Linked DNA regions of Oryctolagus cuniculus: region 2 is linked to region 1. Evidence: chromatin contacts called from public Micro-C data. All regions are on one chromosome and are shown on one strand. Each heading gives the region's core, a stretch centred on a gene start, on an enhancer-like site or on the middle of the called end of the contact. The rest is flanking DNA. Distances are from core to core; before and after follow the strand shown. Region 1 overlaps FAM169BP (Protein FAM169B). Region 2 has its middle 19 kb from the start of SYNM.

What was found. Hi-C and Micro-C count contacts between places; a contact is called where the count stands out from the background.
Region 2: a contact with region 1 is called in a Micro-C map of ear pinna, with 9 times the contacts expected there. The contact joins two enhancer-like sites. A contact is called at or near these places in 2 of 6 Hi-C or Micro-C datasets (ear pinna and an unstated tissue).

What each region holds. Positions count from the first base shown.
Region 1 is chr12:8,373,985-8,377,877 of mOryCun1.1, reverse strand. All of the region lies in intron 9 of FAM169BP (Protein FAM169B), which reads left to right. Among named protein-coding and RNA genes, the nearest start is that of FAM169BP, 60 kb to the left of the region's middle. Within about 2 kb of position 1,962, at least 1 of the 8 cell types and tissues checked has an H3K27ac peak or open chromatin away from gene starts, as enhancers often do.
Region 2 is chr12:8,841,762-8,845,654 of mOryCun1.1, reverse strand. No RefSeq gene overlaps it. Among named protein-coding and RNA genes, the nearest start is that of SYNM, 19 kb to the left of the region's middle. Within about 2 kb of position 2,259, at least 1 of the 8 cell types and tissues checked has an H3K27ac peak or open chromatin away from gene starts, as enhancers often do.

The DNA of each region.
Region 1 (3,893 bases), core at 713-3,212:
TTTCAGGGTTTCCAAACTGCGTCTGACAGGCCGTGCTCTTTGCCTTTGTCTGCAGGAGGGAGGGGCTGCCCTGCGGGGCCTCTCTCGGGGACTGGGTGCAGGCTGGGGCTGCAGGCGGGGCGTTGGGTGGAAGCTGTGGGGGCTCTCCCAGGTTCACTGCCTGTAATTAAAATGCTGGCCTGTCTTCCCTCCTATCAGTGTCAGAGCCAACTCTGCAGCTGCAGGTGGCTCATTAGGTGCCCGGCATTGCCTCCTCTTGGGGACTGATTTCCTCGGGCGATGACAGGCCAGAGCGCCTTGGAGCTTATTGATGATGATGGCGATAGGTTTGGTGGCTGCGCTATGTTTTGGGCTCTGTGGATCTTTACAGATGAGTGAGTGACAGGGAGCGGCCGTGGCAGGATCCTAATGAGGTGGCGGAGGACCCCAAGTTAGGAATCAGGGATGCCAGATGGGGGCCTGCCCAGCCTGTGGGTTTTCCAAGTGTCAGAGATGAGGCCGCGGCCCTTGTGCCTGGAGCTGGCTGTTCCCTGGCTGGAAGGGAAAGAGAAGAGACCATGTGTAGGAATGCAGGCACCACATGCCCAGAGTGGGGAGGGCCTCTTGGCCTAACAGTGGAGAGACACGGATGGCTTTCTCCGGAGAAACCCAAGGGGGTTGTCCCTGAGTAAGCACCAGTGGGGTCTAGCCTGGTGACACTGAGCTGGGAGTCGGAGGCGAAACCCTCCACCTTGATTCACTCAGGCTTGGGACTTTCACAGAGAACATTTCAGAAGCACATTTGAGTCCTTGAAGGAAGCAGGGTCGTCAGTAGAACTAGGATGTGATTACATTAGTAAGACTGTAACTTTTAAATGAAAGTGGTTCTAAGTTAGGGTCTGTTCACTTCCTGTGTAACTCACGGCGTTCCAGATGTCACCCACGCCTCCTGTCTCCATCTTCCAGGGCCCCCGGCAGGGTTATACCTCGCGCAGGAGCTCCTGGGCTTCATCCTGCAGCCGCTTGTCAGTCAGTGCTGGCAGGTGCTGCAAATGCACTCAAAGGTGAGCGTGGGTACCCCGCCGGGTCCTGCTTTCCAGGCTGCTCCTGGCTTGGTGGAAATTAGCGGCTTGGAGCTCCCACGCCAGGCGGTGCTACAGATTCCCCAGGCATCTTGCCAGGCTCCTTAGGCTTGGCCATTAATTAGGCAGGGGTTCTCGCATTGCCCCTGTGTCCCTCGTGTCCCTTCACTTCCAAGTGCTCCTTGGAGAGTTCCCTGTGCCGTGGGGGGTGGATCTCTGAGCCAGGAGCCAGGGCCAGCCCTGAGCTTTCTGCTCTAAATAGGCATGGATGCTTCGACACCTTTCAAGGGGAGTTAACTTCTGCTCCTGGCAGATGGTTTAAAATCTGGTTTTGAAGTAGCCTCATTTGTGGACTGGGTCTTAGAAGGTTTGCTCAGTGCTGGCTGTTTGACAACATCTGTGGCTTTTAATGGTCCTGAACCCATTTACAGAGTATTTGCATCTTTCTGGAGAAGGAGTTTGTGGGCAATTGTCTCCTACCCTCAGTTGCAAATGGAACCCATGAAACTGGACCCCCGGGACCTGACTTCCACGCAGTGTGATTTCCCAGGCTGCTCGTGCCTCAACTTCCCTCATGGGAAGGAATGTGGCGGATGTGTCACCGCTGTATGCTCTTTGCCGAGATGTCGCTGGAGGCAGGAAATAGCTGCAGCCTGCTGTAGGAATCTGTTTCTACTCTGTACATCATGGTTTCACGTTCTTTCTCCAGGTGGATTTTTAATGGATTCAGTTGTCATCCGTAGGGAAAATTCTTTTCCATTTACACTGAAGTTTTTCAAAGCAGAGGGATTGTACAGAAAACATGTGAAAAATTTGAGATGGGGAGGTGGGTCCCTTTCTGAGATTGCAGCTTTAAGCTCGTTTCAGCGTGCTCTGCTGTATTGTCCGTTGTACAGTCTGGCAGCGAGCACTGTTTGGTTACAGAGCCCAATGCTGGGACAAGCACAGAAACCCGGCCTGCTGGGCGGCTGCCTAGTGCTGCTCTTTGACAGGTTGTGTGGCTCCCTCTAGTGGCCCTGATCATCTGTTGCAGACCTGGGTGGTAACAGGTGCTACTTTTCACTTAGCTGTATCTGGTTCTCCAGACACGTAAGCTTCCGAGTCAGTGTGTTCATTGCTTACAACTTACTGAATCTTGACTGTTTAGGAATAAAACTGAGGCAAACATTTGATAGCTTTTAGCTTGCTTTAGTCTATATTCCATAAAAATGTCAGGAAAATGGAAAATCGGTAGCGGCTTATTTACTTCATTCTCCCATTCATTCGCTCACCCATGCATTCGTGTTTTCCTCATTTGTTCATCTGATCACTGCAGTGGACAAGTGCCCACTCCAGGCACTGCTGTGGGTAAGGACACGGTGCTGAGTCAGGCTGACCAAGCCTCTTGGTCCCACAGACCCCACCACGACAGAGAGAATTAAAGTGTTCAGGAATCTGTGAGAACTTACAATTAAATTTTGCCAAGCCACATTTTGCTAATAAATTCAGTTCTGTAACTATGATAAAATTTTACTTGTATATAGATAATAGCCAAGTAATATTTATTCTCCAGCAGAAAAAAAGTTACATGTGTATTTTCAGCGCAAGCGCAGAACTGTGTATTTTTTTGCCATAGGAATCTGAACACCACACCCACATGGATTTGTGGGTGTGGGATGGGGAGGCACACAGCAGGGCCGAAAGTCGCCCCTTTCCACACTGGTACAGGTTTGATAGGAGAGGGAGGGAGAGCCGCACCTGTGAGCACCCTAGTGAGCAACAAGAAGGGCCTGGGCCTGCAACTGGAGACTCAGGCCAGCGGCCGCCCGAGTGGCTGGGAGAGCAGATCCTGCTCCAGCTCAGACAGGCTTCCGTGGGATCACCACCTCTCCTTCCTGACAGCTGGGCTCCAGCTCAGACAGGCTTCCGTGGGATCACCACCTCTCCCTCCTGACAGCTGGTGGGCCATCCTGTCCCCTCAAGGGCACCCTCGCAGCCGTCAAAGTGATGGTCATGGAGATGGAACGGGGTTGGGGCCGTCAGTAGATTTGGGAAGGCCCCCATGGCTTACTGAGTGGTCTGTTGCCCCGCCCTGTGCGTGACGCCTGTCTGCTTCTCCTGTTCTCTCCCTGGGGGAGGCAGTGTGCACAGGAAATCCAAAGGAAGACCCAAGTTGTGGTAGGCAGACTTCCCAGGAGGATGGAGCCGGACGGTCTGCCACTGGACAAGGCCATGAGGTAGGGTGACGTGGGCTATCCTGTGAGCTGCCTTTTCTCTGAGTGACTGCCTTGCCCAGGGGAGGGCTGTGTGTGCAGAAGCCTTGGGCTTGGACGTTCAGCAACCCTCGGCTGTAAGCTAGGCATGCTCGAACAAAGCCAAAACAAAACAGGAAACACAGGAGAATCAGCCCGAAGCTTGGATTGTTAAAGAATTGTTGAAAAATCTGAATTTCGGATTCTGCCACGAGCCAGTGTCTTTGCAAACAGAGCAAAGGCAAGACAAATTTGTCTTTATTCCCTCCCGGCCTCTCAGCCCCAGGCTGCTAGATATCTGGCTTTAGGCTTTAGAATAATGCAGAGGGGTCACAGAGTGAAATCCTGGGGCAGGGTGCTCGCTGAGCGTGGCATGTAGAATCAGGTTTCTGTTGTGGAGCTGCGTTCTGGGCGCGGGTGCTCCCTGCACGGTCCCAGGAGCCTGCTGTCGCTCGGTGGTTCTGAAGCCTGGCCGGGCGCCGGCCCCCACGTGTCGTGGTGGCAGCGCCCTCCCCTGCTGTGGAAGTCTTTGCTCTTGGATCCTGGGGGAGTCTGCTGTCACTTTCAACTCCTAGGCTTACAAGTGCACATCGTGGGTGAC
Region 2 (3,893 bases), core at 1,010-3,509, 470 kb before region 1:
ATAGGGTATATTATTACACTGATTGATTTTCCTACACTGAACCAGCTACTGTATTTTAATGAATGGAAGTTCTTAATCTTACTACTCCTCGATGTGAGAGAAGTGATCTCAGCCCAGTAGGAACATGGGCAGTGGCTATGATGGGGCAGTACCTAGAAGAGGTGACGAAAATGGACAGTAGAAGTGTTTGAAACTCTGGGTGGCGGGGCCAGCCCACGCCAGGGTGTGCTTTTCTGGCGTGTTTGGAGGTGGTTGTTCTGAGAAACTGCAGGCACAGGAGTAGCTCTGAAACAAACTGCTTGGTAAAAGAAATTTACGTCGAAGGTAACGGTACCTGTACCTGGAGCAGGACTGCTCCAGGCGACTTCTGTCACCTGAAGTACTCTACCCACAGAACAAGCTTCACACACCTGCCATTCCTCCCTCGCTCTCCCGTAACCTGCTGCCACCTCCCCCAGAAGCCCCGAACGCCCGTTTCTGCAGCTCAGCATGAGATGAAAACTGCAGCGGTGCAGCCGTTCTGTGCACCTCACGTTTTGTGGGACTTGGGTGTGTGCACATAAACTAAAACGTCTTTCCTCCTGCGAATCTGTCTCTGTCTGCTGGTCTCATAGAATCAGTTATCAGATCATCAGAGGGGAGAGAGAAAGTCTGCAGCCCCTGCGTAAGAATCTCCAGGCTCTCTAGCCAAGGAGCTACAACTTGCATCAACATCGTGGCAACCTTCACTGCTCTTGTTGGCAAGAACTGAAGGCTTGGTAACAGCCGGTGCTCAGGAAGTGGCGGAAGAAATGCAGCAATTCATACAATGCTGGTGGTGGTGGGGGGGGGGGGTTGCTATTCTATTGTTGGCAGCGCTGGTTAGAATGCCAAACATATCTGCCGCTTAAGTGGAAATCTGTGCTACATCCCAGTGCCCGCAGGAGGCTTTTTGCAGCACCTGAGCACGAGGGAAAACCAGTGCGTTGTGTCTGAGATGTCCATGACACATCAGTTTTATTTTATTTTATTTTATTTTTTTGACAGGCAGAGTGGACAGTGAGAGAGAGAGACAGAGAGAAAGGTCTTCCTTTTGCCGTTGGTTCACCCTCCAATAGCCGCAGCGGCCGGCGCACTGCGCTGATCCGATGGCAGGAGCCAGGTGCTTCTCCTGGTCTCCCATGGGGTGCAGGGCCCAAGCACTTGGGCCATCCTCCATTGCACTCCCTGGCCACAGCAGAGAGCTGGCCTGGAAGAGGGCAACCGGGACAGAATCCGGCGCCCCAACCGGGACTAGAACCCGGTGTGCTGGCGCCGCAAGGTGGAGGATTAGCCTAGTGAGCCGCGGTGCCAGCCGACACGTCAGTTTTAAACAGCAAATCTTAAAGCACTGTTGGGCTCTTGAGAACACACATTTCAGTCCTATTACTGTGTCGTACGGTCCGTTCTCAGTGATTCACGGGGACTTACTTGTGTAGCTCTCAGGATAACTCACTGGGGTTGGGGATCCCATCAGTGCTGGCCTACGCATGGGAAGCCTCGGCACTAAAAGGCGCCCCCGCAGGTGGGGGGTTTGGCCCCAAGCAACCTCACTCCAAGTCCACGTTTGTAACCTCCATGGGTATTGATCTCATTTTTTTTAAAGAAGACGAAAAGAAACCTCTACAGATGGAGTTTTTTGATGATGCATGAGAAGTGTGATGACTTCATGCAGGTTTTCTATTTTCTAAGCTATTGTTTAGGCTGCAAAGACCACCAGTTGTCCAGCTTTGAAATCACCCAAGAAGTTTTAAAAATGCTGGCGCCTGGGACCCACCGCAGGGATCCCAATTTAATTGCACGAGGAGTAGCCCAGGCACGAGATTTTTACGAGCTCCCGGGGTGAGACTAATGCTGACCAAAGTCCCTGAGCCATGGGCACGGACCATGTAGGTCTGAAGTCCTGGATGGGATGGCTTTGAGTTATTTTTGCAGTTGTCGGGAGGGCCACTAGGTGGAGTGTGGTCCACATGACCGCTTCGTGGATTTGTATCACTCTGGGAGGCAAAGGATGGGGGCCGGCAGGAAGCAACCAGGGTTGTGGAACAGCTCCGTGCCCAGGTGTGCTGCCACGTACGGATCACGCCGCATCCTGTGGTCAGCAGACGCGGCCTTTACGTCCTGGGGAGAACCTCAGCGTCTTTTAAGCCTCGCTTTCGCTCAATCCCGGGAGGCGGGGCTCCGTAGTCTGTCCTGCCTCCGTGCCTTTCCTTGGATGTGAACCACAGAAAGTCGTTCTCTGTCGGAAGGCCACACCCTCTGTTGTGCGGCTGCGTGGATAAAGCGGAAGGAGGCTCTTTGGAAATCTCTTAATTAAAAGTGCGTAATTGACTGCGCAGTGAATTGCCACGAGGGCAATATTTAAACCCTATTTATAGATCCAGATTAGTGGTGGGCAGAAACAGGAGCAGCAGGAGGAAGCTGTTACATTAAGAAGACCCCTGTCCCCCTAGCACACAGGAGGGTGGTTTTTCTGGAAGACAAGGACCTCTGGGCTTCATTCCCGCCTTTGATCTCAGAGCGAACGCCCGCTCCACGCCTCCTGGTCACACATCGCCACTGTAAGTGCTTACCTAGTCTCCGTGATGCGCAGACTCAGCACACAAAGTTAAGGATAATCTGGCAATACAGTCAGCTTTAAAACCCAGTGTATTAGTATATCAGGGTTTCCACTATTCGGACTTTTCTCCATCAAAATCAAAAAAGAATGTTTTAGTGATGCGCAAATTCTGTGTTTCCAAGAGCAAAGAACTCTGGTTCCGTGAGGGACGAGATGCGGCTGAATCCCAGACCCGGCCACCAGTGTGCAGGGTGGGAGATCTCAACCGCGACTCACAGAACCTGCTCACAGCCAACCAAGACTCTTCCCAAATCTAGACCTGTCAACGTTCTGCTAGTTCTGCACTACTAGTGTCATCTCTCTACCCATCCATCTATCCATCTGTCCATCCACGCATCCATCCATCCATCCATCCATCCATCCATCTATGATTTATCACAGTGAATTGGCTCACGTGACAATGGAAGCTAAGAAGTCCCAAGATCTGCAATCAGCATGTTGGAGGTCCAGGAGGGTGAGCGATTCAATTGCAGTTTGAGTGCCAAGGCCTGAGAACCCAGCCAGTTGGTATAAATGCCAGTCCAACTCCAGTCGCGAACGCAGGAGATGACTGGCGTCCCGGCTCAAAGACAGGCAGGCAGACAAAATCGATTCCCTTATTCAGCCTTTCTGTGCGAGTCAGATCTTCCATGGATTGGCTGGAAATGCAGTAGTTTTCTCAAAGCACGTCCCACAGAATTCCGGCTCCTTGAGTTGTCAACACAGGTAATTTGGTACAAAAGGGTTCCGATGCCAAACAAGTTTGGAAAAAAATAGTTTTACAGGTGTGAGCATTTAGTCTAGCAGTAAGACCCCAGCATCCCCCCATGAACTGCCTGGGTTCAACTCCCGGCTCTGGCTCCAACTCCCGGCTCTGGCTCCTAGCTCCAGCAGACCCCGGGAAGCAGTAGCAATGGATGAAGTAAGATGAATCTGCCGCCCACGCAGGAGACCTGTGTGGGGAGCAACTCGGACTAGACTAAGTTACTGGAATTAAGACTTATTCTATGCATCTGCTCTCCCACAATATGGCGCTGGGAGAGGAGAAAACAGCTTCTACACAGCTGCCTCCAGTTCAGCCAATAAACTGTAGGACTTGCTCCTGATTGGAGGAGAGCAGCGTACTCGGCGTGTGGGCAGCCGAGTTGGGATTGGCGGAGGAGGACTATAAAGGAGGAGAGAGACGGCATGCACCAGGAACATCTATGGGGAACATGTAGCTGAAGGAACACCTGTGCAGCCCCCGAGAGAGCCGGCCGGCGTTGTGCTGCTCCCC